Regions from separate parts of the Mus musculus genome. Here region 1 is linked to region 2. The links are chromatin contacts, called in public HiChIP or PLAC-seq maps. All regions are on one chromosome and are shown on one strand. The core of a region is the stretch at or near the end of the contact, and the rest is flanking DNA. Distances in the headings are between cores, read along the strand shown.

Region 1 (5,392 bases), core at 2,314-4,813, 340 kb after region 2:
GTTGTCTGAGTGATCACTTCTGCAGCTTTTTGGGAATGTCACCGAGGGTGTCACCGTGGGAATGGGAAGCCTCTCCTGGCCGATCACGACATGCTTTGGCAGATGGAAGGTGTGTGCACAGGGATGTGAAGGGCAGCAGTGAAGGAACTTTTGTCAGCAGATGGGGGAAGCACCTTCAGAGGGTCCCGGCGGATGCTGGTGGAGCTGCCAATGTCACCCTACCCAGGGTAGTGGTGGCTAGGCCTCAGCAGGAAATGATGGAGGTCACTCAGATATTCCTCTGACTGTGGGATTCTGGGAGGTGGATCCTGAAGAGGCCCCTTCAGCCTCAGACCTGAATCTCCAGGATTTCTTACCACCTACTGGCTCCTTCCAGCTTTACTGAAAGCATTTGCAAACTTGTTCTGGCGGGGGGGGGGGGGGTCCTGAACCCTGGTGATAAAGACTGGACACAGCTCTGTGATGGCTATTCTTGATTGCCAACTTGGCCACCTCTGAAATGAACTAAAACCCAAGAGGTTGTGTACTCCTGTGAAAGATTTTTTTCTCCAATTACTTGAAGTGGAAAGTCCCACTTTTAATCCAAATCTTTCAAGCTGGGAAGGTACACCTTAATCTGGGCCACACCTTGTGCCAGAAACCTATATAAAGGACATGGAGGAAGGAAGATTTTGCTCTTTGCCTGCTTGCCCTTGCTCTAGTTGGCAAGTCCATTCCTTCACTGGCATTATAGACTACTTCCTTGGGATTCCATCATATACTGAGAACCAGCTGAGATATCCAGTCTCATGGATTGAATAACTATTAGATTCTTGGACTTGTCCTTAGTAGACAGCCATTGTTGGACTTGCTGAACCACAACCTGTAGGCTACTATAGTAAATCCCATATATATATATATATATACGTGTACGTGTGCGTGTGCGTGTGCGTGTGTGTATGTGTTTCATTCTATCAGTCTGGTCTTCTAGAGAACCCTGCTTAATACACACTCTAACTATGTGTATGTTGAATGGCCCTGTCAGTTAATACTCAGTGGAGAGTCAAGGAGAGCTTGAGGTCTGTAGCCTGCAATCCACTTTACCTCCAAGGAGAAGGAAAGTGTCTAGAGTCAAGCTTTGCATCTGGGCCTCCTACCTGCCAATGGACATTGCTGCTATTGGCAGTTAAGAGCATAGCCTTGAGGATGAGCTAGTCTGGATTTGAAACCTGGATTCTGACCTGGGGAGGTGTAGTCATCATGCTAAGACTCCTTGGATGCAAGAGTGGATGGGAGTGAAGGGCACAGGATTGTGGAACTCACTGGCCTGCTGCATGTGGCGCTCCATGCTGAATACATGGTGGTTTTCAGTCTGACATCACTACGTATGCTGTCCATGCAGCAGTTCTTTCATGGCTGGGAAACGCCTTGAGAAAAGATGGCTGGAGTCAACGTGAGCATGAATGGATTCCCCAGTGGCAGCAAATGCAGGCTACTCAGAGCTGGAGAGTGGAGTGGATGGTAGGAAACTCCTGGACAGATGGCTTCCAAGCTCTTCTGTTTCCCTCTCATCCTGATTGGAGTCTGCTTGGTTGCCTTTCTCTGCAGGGCTCTATGTTGCTGTGTGTATAGATAAAGAAAGATGATCCCTGGTCCCAGATTTTTACACCCTTTGGACTTCCATACTGGTCAGAGAATCTAAGGTATCCCTGAAAGTCTATGGCCCTCCTGGGTTCAGGCATCAAAGCAGTAGACTTTAAGTTCCTGCCCTTTGGGTCTTGTATCTCTGGACAGATTAAAATGGCTCACAGAGTTAGGGCCTTGCAGAGGACTCTGCTCACAGTCATTTATATGACTAGAGCCTTGGCTTACATGGTACATCCTATCTCCACTGCAGTGAATTCTCTGGTGTGGTAGTATATACTTGTAATCCTGGAGCTGGGGAAGTGGAGACAGGAGAATACCATTGACTGACCAGACAGAGTAACTTACTTGACAAAGGGGCTTCTGAAGAAAGACATTTGAGGCTCTCCACTAACCCCTCCGTGTACATGTGCCTTCTCCTCTGCCCTTCACATACACATATACATGTATATGCACATGTACTCTCCACATGTACATTCACATTTACACAAATGGGCACACATGTACATATGTACCCATGCGTATCTACATGTGTATCCATATACACAAAACACATGTACATGTACACTCTTATACATGTGCGTACACATATGTACATATACACCCTCATACAAGCATGCACATGTTTATGTACACCCATGCACAGCTGCATGTACACCCACACACATGCTCACACACATATATACACTCACATACACAGATATACATATATACATTTACATATCACAATATATGCATTTGTATCCACACATACACATGTACATGTGTATCTTTCAAACACACATGTGCATGTATCCTCCCTCATACACATGTACATGCATGCACAATGCATGTTCACCCATACATGCGCACATTCATGTATAGTGCACATGCACACATACATGTTCACCCATTCACATGTACATATGTGCACATACATGTATATAGTCACACACATTCACACACATGTAAAAGATCTTTTGAAATCCTCTGTGTGGGAACTTTCTCAAGAGAGAAAATTGTGGGAGTTGGCTAACAGAGCTCTTAGGATTTAGGACATATTTAATATTTTGTTCTTGGGATTCTATGTAGAAATCTTCGATGGGAACAAAGGCATCTCAACTTAGCAAAACCTTGGGCAAGCAAACCTGCCTTTGGAACCCAGGCAGGAGAGGTGACACAATGTCCCCTGAGAGCTGGAAGGTTCCTGGGCTAGGGTGAAATCTGATCACTGGCAGCTGTTGTCTGGAGCCCCAGGGCTTGCAGAGCCCACCTCTTGCTGGGAGCTCTCCTCCCAGTGGGGTATCCCTGGGGGCTCTGGTGGGGGGGCAGCTCCCCTGAACTAACAGGTCCCTAAGGGTGCAAGCATGGTTGATAGTTGTTTCCCTACCACACACTGCTGTGGTTCCCTCAGCCTTTACAGGACACCCTCCACTTACTCTGGTTAAACCTTGATCCGCTGCCTTTGGGGCCAACCATCCTCTAGCACCTGAATTCTGCTGGACCTGCCAGGCAGCTGCATAATGGAGGCTGAGCCTGACTTAGGCCAGACATCTCGGTTGTACAGGTGCTCTCTGCTGCACCTGCTGATGCTTAGGGACACTCAGGAGTCCAGTAGAGACTATTTGGTGACAGAGTGGAGACAAGGGCTTCTCACCTAGATCTTACAGACTCTGGACTGATTTTCAGAGTTCTGTTTGTTTTGTTTTACTTTTTTTTTTTCTTAGTTTTTCCACTATGACACAGGACTTGTATTTTGACATTTTGCTGTGTGAGACTCTGTCCCTAGAGCCATCTTTAAGCTGAGTGTCACATAACCCCCTCTCTTTCTTTTGCAACTGCTCTCTGGGGGAGGGGAAGGGACTCAACCCCTCACCAAACAGGAGTAGGCAGGCCCATTAAGCCTGTCTTTGTTGAATGTGCCCTGGGTTTGCCCTACTCTCAGGGACCTCTCCTGGCCTCCCACCAAGCAGCTCTGACTCTGGCAGCAGGCAACATGCTGTGTACAGGTGTGGGCCAGCCCTCTGTAAGCTGCCGGTTCCACTGGAACCCGAGGCTGACAACTTTTCTCAGGTGTCTGTTGCATGGCAGGAAGTATTTGTCACCTTTCTATTTGCCATCTCAATCTTGTCCCCACAATGGAGCTTGTAATTTTATCCCTAGGGAGATAGGATTCAGAGTGATTAATAAGCTATCAGACTTGGAGGGTAGCACATGCTGCGACATGCATAGATAGATAATCCGCGTCCAAAGTTACAGTGCTTAGCATAGCTAGCCAACAGGGTACCACCGACTCCCAGTTCTTCAAACAGAAACCAGAGATGTGCTGGTATACCTTGGGTCCCTTCACCCTTGCCCCCTGACCCATCCCGTCATCTAAACCCCTTTGCTCCAAAGCTATTGTGATCTAGACACTCCTTGCACTGTGTTCTCTATACCGGGCTTATATCCAGTCGGGACCAGGGCTGGACTGTGGTTCTCTCTACATTGACATTTCTGCCTCTTGTAACACGGGTTACATCGCTTCTCAGCATCAGACCCTTCCTCACTGCTGGCCTAAGGTCACTATGAGCTTTTCAGCACTGTAGGCCCCTCCCCAGCATGTCCAGCTAGTTGCTCCCACCTGGCCTTCATCTACCAACACTTAGGCTCCTCAGTGTCTTTTAAATGTTTGCTCTTACTTTCCTTTTCATCTCTTTCCTTTTCTAGCATTTTTCTTGTCTGGCTGAGTCATTGCCTTCATGTGTGTGAGTGTGAATCACTTCCAAAGGACATACCTTCCCATGGCTGTGTTTCCTGGAGAGGTGATGGTCCCAGGAGCCAGTATCAACCTAGAAGTAATTTCCTGCCCAAAGCTGGTACCTCAACCCCTGGGGTGATGTCTTTCCAGGGCCTCTGATACCCCCAGGGGTGATATCATCCTAAGGCCAATGCCACCCCTAGAGCTGATGTCACCTCTAGAGAGGATCCTCCCCCAAGTAGATGATGTCTGAGAACTTCAGTTCACAAAGAGACAATTAGATTAGGTAATATGAAATTATGTTGATAGACTTAAAAAGATCAAATCTTGGCAACTTATTGCCGTTGATCTTAAGATGAATTTGTGTATTAATATCACTCTCTCCCCTCACATTTCTTCACCTTTCCCCATGCCATTTTGACTACTTTGAGAGTTCTCAGCTGTGAAGCGATCCAAGTGTCACCTCAGTTTTTACAGTGAGGGGGATCTGTATAATTAATGCAATTCACTGTTGACCTCAAATAAACCAGGTTCTGAGGGAAGGAGATGAATGCCAGGTGCCAGGGAAGTCCTCTCATGGCTCATTGGGAAAGCACTGGGAGGTGCAGGGGTCCAAATCAGGTGAAGGTGGCTTTGGGATTTGGATCTGAGATTTCTCCTATGGGTCTGGGCTTGCTCGTTTCCTACACGTAGGGTGACCTTTCCTCCAGTCCAGGCCTCTTTTGTACCTACTTCCCAGAGGCGATTACTAATAATCACCCTTGCTGTCAAGTATTGTGATTTGGGAAAGAAAGTGTTGAGTTGCTTAGCTCCCAGTGTCAGACTTCGTCCTGCCTTGTCTCTTCCCCATGTAGGAGGCTGTGCCTCAGCTTATTCAGGCCAGCACTGGAGACTCATGGGGACCTGTTAGTCAGTCTTGCTGGCTGGTGCTGGGGACTTACAGATGATCCCTTCCATGGGGTGAGATCTTCAGAGCTGGAAGGTTCTCCAGTGGAAGGGTGGCTGTTGTGATGGTTAACATTAGATGTCAAGTTGCCCGAATCACTTCAG
Region 2 (5,406 bases), core at 1,299-3,798:
AGGTGTCTGTTGCCATGTCTGGCTTGGACCGTTCCTTGACAGGAGAAGGTGAGTGTAAAGGACACTCACTACTTGGCTCTAAGACCTCAGCATCTGGCTGTGTTTATTCCATTGAAGGCGTCCAGGTTTGCTCCCTGACTCTGTGGATGTCAGTATGATAGCTGCCTGCTAAGATTCAAGAGTAGCTACCAGCTTTGAAGGCCGCTGGGTGGAGCTCCACTGTCAGCAAGTGGTACCTTCCAGACCCAAAAAGGCCACAAGTAGTTGGCTATTTAGTGACAAAAGTGCCCCATGCTGCTCCAGGTCAATTGTAATAGTGCTGGAAAGTCATGGGGCCTTCTTGTCACCCTGTGGACCTGTTTTCCTTGGGCATCTGAGGAACCCCTCCTCTCCCTGTGGCTGCTGTTAACCAGGTAATATGAGGGCTTGGCCCCCTGCTGATCTGTGTGTTCTGGTTTGGGTGTAAAGCAGAAGGCAACGTAAACAGGAAAGTTCAGTGAAGAATTACTAGAGAGGAAAGTAGCTGCCCTCGTGCAGAAGGGGACTTTAGTATCATGCCAGGATACCTGAGGAAAAGGGACCTTGAGACAGTGCTGAGCCTGTGGAGTAGTGTCGTCCAGGTCCAGGAGGGCAAAGAACCTGGGGCCAGAACAATCCAGAGCTTGTCTGCCTCTTCTGGGCAAGCCATTGACCGCTTTCCAAAAGTCCATGGGGTGCAGAAGCTTGGGAACCCCCTGGCAGCCACCAGTGGGAATGGGTACAAGGCCTTCTAGGGCTGGTGTGGACAAGAAGCTATCTACCCTGTCTCTGTGTAGAGAGGCTTGGGAATAACTGAGTAGACCAAAGCAGAGGGTACAGAGAGGCCTAGGATAGAGACCCACTTAAAGGCCCACATTGTTCTAGCCTTTCTCCCTACAGTCTCCATTCGGTGTCTCTCTTAAGAGCAGTAAGCCCTCTGCAGTGTGTACAGAACAGAGGGTGCTAGCAAGGTTACTGCCTGAAACTGGAAGTTGGTAACAGGATGTGGATACAGCAGCTGGAAAGGCCAAAGAGTCAATACTTGAGGCTTGAAGGCCACATGGTCCCACATTCTTTCTCCTGCCCTTTTGACCAATCTTAACTTATGGACATACAGAATAGGCCAGACTTGACTAGTACTCACTCTCTCAGCCTCTGGCCAGCTTTTGTGGAGAACCCAAGGATTGATATAGTCTGTAGCAGGACATGTGTGTGTACCTGACCCTGCTAGGTAATAGGTGGCTCTGAGGACCCTTTCAAACTGCTCTGGTGAAAATTAAGGGCTGCATCAATCTCAATATTAAATCTTGCTTTCTTTTGTGTAGCTGTGGCACACCTGGACTGCACACCCTGCTGGAGAACCTGGCTATTTGCATCTTTCTCTAAAGGCTTTGTGCTCAGGCCAACAGATTCTGCCCTGGGGCTGGGAAAGAAGGCAGCAGCCAGCTCATGAGTTATGGGGGCCTTGCTCTGTGCCACCCATGATGGAGTGTCTGGTGCCTTTGACTGGCATTTTTCTAAGCTAAACTTCTTGGGACTTTCCTGTCCCCCTTCAGATGACTGGCTCTCCTGCATACCAAAGATGGGATGCTGCCAGGGAGAAAGGATTGGCCTTGCTGTTGACTGGGCCATCTTTTTTGATACACACTCAGGAATCAGGGAAGTAAGTGCAGGTTGGACTAAGCCTCTGTGAGCTGGATTTGAGACAGAGCCCTGCAGTCCCACTTGAGCACAGACTTATGTGTACTCTGTGCTCAAGTCTGTAGGAATGGGCAGAGTCCGTGGTCCTAGAGGCATTGCTTACAGGTCTAGCTACTTCTTTTCTCTGAGAGAACTGGGGTCCTCCTAAGACTGAGGGCTTGGTATGTGACTTGTCTCAGGTGAAGAATGGAGCAAAAGGCCATGGCTGTTCCCTGACCACTTAGGACAGTGCTCTGCTGGCACCTGCAGTGAATCGTGTGGTGCTCGAGTGCAGCAGAGCTGCTGGGTAGAACTGCTGACAGTACCCTTTCTCTGTCACACTCACTTCCCAACCAGTCTTTGCACTGTGAGCAGGAACTTGTGCACCTGTCACCTGCACAGAAACTTGAGAGATGTCTGTGCCCTGTTACGTCTTCCTGGAGAGGGACAGACCTGGTGTCATGCCGGGATACCTACAGCCCTGTCCCCTCTCTAGCGTCAGTCTGTGCGTCCCTCATACTTATTGTGCATTCTGCATGTGACCACATCTCTGAAGCACTGTGGAGGCCACTGGAGAATGTATTTTTAATCTCAGGTGCCAGGGCACTCAATGTACAGCAAGAGCTGTGCCTGTGTCAGGTGATTGCCTCGACCGGATTTCATCTCACTCACCTGCCTGGTCTGCAGCAGATGCTGAGGTGGCTGGAGTCTCTAAAAATAGCCCTTAGACTCTGAATCCGCTCATTATGCAGCAGCCGTGGAAGCCTCCTCCTCCTCCAGCTGGGGATCACACCACGTCCCCAGCCAGGGCATTGTTAGCCCTTTAGCAAGCTGGCTGCAGCTGCTATTCAGCCCACAAAGGCTCTAATCTCCTTTGAATTCCTCTAAGCCTTTTGACTCTAATCCCTTACAGCACGCAGCACACTCCATGGATACAGTTGGCGCCTCAAGTATGCCTCTTCTATTCATTTTGCCCTGATTATCTTTTTATCTCATTAAGTGCTTTTAGCTCTTGTGTTTCATATAAAAAATAGAAGCATCAAATTGGTCTTAAAGACATAACTTAGTATTTTCTCTTTTAAAGCAGTGGACTTTTCTGAGGCAAGAGTCTCTATTTTATTCCTGATGCCGGGAATATAACGAACCTTGTGAACTTGGAAGAGTCGGTTACCTGCATCTAGCCTCAGTTTCCTCATTGCTAAAATAGAGAGGTCAGGTTATTGAGTGACAGTTGAATTTTCTAGCTTAGCTATCCTGTGGCTCTCTGGCTCTGTATCAACATGACAGAGTTGCTGTGTGCACCAGTGCTATGATATGCTTGAATACAGAGGCTGTGCCTGGCTCCCAAGCTTAGCTTTATATAGGGCCAAGGCCTAGTGCCCTAGCTTGGTTTTAATGCAGATCCTGTTTCCTTGTGGTGGCCTGCTTCTGTCCAGAGGCTGTGCCTGGGATGCTGTCTCGTTTGCACACAGACCTTATCTCTTGTGCCATGTCAAGGCTTTGTTTTATACAGCGTCTGTGCCTAATGCCCTCTGCAAGCTCCTAGACATGGTAGTATTACTCTTGCCCAGGTGGTTACATCATAGGACCTTATTTCAGGCATGTGTTACAACAGAGATAAAAGCCCAATCAATGCCTCCTTGCTTATTAGAGCCCATTGCTTCTGAAGGTGGGCTTTCCTCCTTGAAAGTACCTCTGCTTCTTTGATATCCACTGGATGTGCACTGACTGCTCTGCTGAGATGCATGCAGCTATGGAAATCCTCAGAGTTTCAGAACCAATTTGTGTGTCTCTGTGGCATCCCTCCTGTATTCCCTGCTTAGCTCTGTTTACCTTAAATTTCACCTGCTTCTGAGGATGCAGTTTCCTGTCGTGCCCACTGGTTCCTGGGACTGGCACCACAGTTCTCATTAAGCTGTGGTTTTATCTCCAGGGCCATGGTGCGGGCAGCTGCTGCTGGAGTGAGACACCTGCAGCTTTCTTGTCTCCCTGGTATGTTTGTGTGTTAACATCTTTCTGTGAGTAATTTTGGACATTCTTGAACCCATTAAAATTTCAGTATAAGCTTTGAAACAGAAGTTATAATTTTTCAAAATAAATTTACATATACTTGACAGTCATTTTTGCTTTTTTCTTACTAATTTTTAGAGAAACGTATTGCTTCCCAACACTTCTCCTTTAATTTTGAGTTTATAATATAATCACAGCATTTCTTTCTTTCCCTTTCCTCCCTCCAGTGGTTATTCCGCACACCCCCTCCTTGCTCTCTTTCAGATATGTCCTTTTTTATTCTTATTGTTGCATGCATATTCATACATACTAAATACTCCCTGCTCAGTCTGTACGGTGTTGCTCCTGTGTACTGTTTCAGGGCTGGCAGTTTGGTGTTGGGAGTGAGAAATGCTGAATTGCAACATTTGGAAAGTGTCTAATAAGGTTTGCTGTGTCCACTGCACAAAGAACCTGGTCAGACACAGTGTTGTCCTCTAGCCCTAGGAATTCACCTTCCAGCTGTGTCTCTGCTAACTGGCTCGCTGTTCACATCCATCTGGGGGAAAGGTTGCTGTACCTTTCCACTTTAGCCCCCCTTTTTGCCTAAGAAATATGTATGCTACCTTAGGTATATGAAATAGTTTCACATATCAAGCGTTTCACATTCATAAAGAAATTGCTTTTAAAACAATTCTTTGGTGTATGTACAATTTAATATATTAAAAATGAAAAAAACCAGCTGGTCATGGTGGCGCATGCCTTTAATCCCAGCACTTGGGAGGCAGAGGCAGGCGGATTTCTGAGTTTGAGGCCAGCCTGGTCTATAAAGTGAGTTCCAGGACAGCCAGGGCTACACAGAGAAACCCTGTCTCGAAAAACAAAACAAAACAAAACAAAAAACAAAAACAAACAAAAAAAAAGATGAAAAAAACCCCACATATGAAGTGGGTGTACTTATTTATTTATTTTACACAGAGAATTGAATATTGAGTGAATACTTGATATTGGAGCATCTTTGAAATTTTCAAAGTTGATCAGTATTTTGGTTTCATGATCATCATGATCAATGCTAAGAAGGCAGCTTTGAAAAAACAACATAGTATAGAAGAGCAGAAGCACATTCAGGATTTTCTCTAAAATTGTTGTAACCCCTAGCCTAGTCCCCAGCCAAAGTACACTGAGTGACTTTTAATTCCTTTAAAAAAATTATTTATGTGTGTGTATGTGTGTGTGTGCCTGTGTGTCCAGTGTCTGTGTATATCTATATATGCCATGTGTGTATCTTTCAAGGCCAGGAAAGGGTGTCAGATCCCCTAGAGCTGGAGTGGTTGTGAGCTGCCTGATGTGGATCTTAAACCAAACTCGGGTCCTCTGCAAGAACAGCAAGTGCTCTTATCTTCGGAGCTATCTCTCCAGCCTCACTTTGAATGATTTTGGTTGAGACTCCATCAGCAACTCAAGCAGCAGTTTTCAGAGTCAAGCAGTGAAAGATAAATGCTGAGGGATGATGATGGAAAGCATTAAAAGTCTTTGCTTTTCTATGAATACTTGAGGAAAATGGATGGAAATGGAAAATACATTAAGCGAGGCTACCTGGGCTTAGGAAGGAGGTACTATGTGCTACCTCTCATGCATATCCTAGTTTGTCATTTTTAAAAATCAAGTTTTATTTATTGTGTGTCTGAGAGTGTGAGTGGGTGCACTACAGCATGCCTA

What was found. HiChIP or PLAC-seq counts read pairs in DNA pulled down with a chosen protein or histone mark.
Region 1: a contact with region 2 is called in an H3K27ac HiChIP or PLAC-seq map of epiblast stem cells, with 2.1 times the contacts expected there. The contact joins two enhancer-like sites. A contact is called at or near these places in 2 of 115 datasets of contacts at active chromatin or transcription factors (epiblast stem cells and trophoblast stem cells) and 1 of 9 other capture datasets (embryonic trunk).

Annotation. Positions count from the first base shown.
Region 1 is chr12:29,158,193-29,163,584 of GRCm38.p6, forward strand. The region is part of intron 1 of Gm31333 (predicted gene, 31333); the gene reads left to right. Among named protein-coding and RNA genes, the nearest start is that of Gm31333, 19 kb to the left of the region's middle. Within about 2 kb of position 3,564, at least 10 of the 459 cell types and tissues checked have an H3K27ac peak or open chromatin away from gene starts, as enhancers often do. A contact at or near this core is called in epiblast stem cells, where this site is marked.
Region 2 is chr12:28,815,048-28,820,453 of GRCm38.p6, forward strand. All of the region lies in intron 3 of Eipr1 (EARP complex and GARP complex interacting protein 1), which reads left to right. Among named protein-coding and RNA genes, the nearest start is that of Gm46345, 51 kb to the left of the region's middle. Within about 2 kb of position 2,549, at least 117 of the 459 cell types and tissues checked have an H3K27ac peak or open chromatin away from gene starts, as enhancers often do. A contact at or near this core is called in epiblast stem cells, where this site is marked.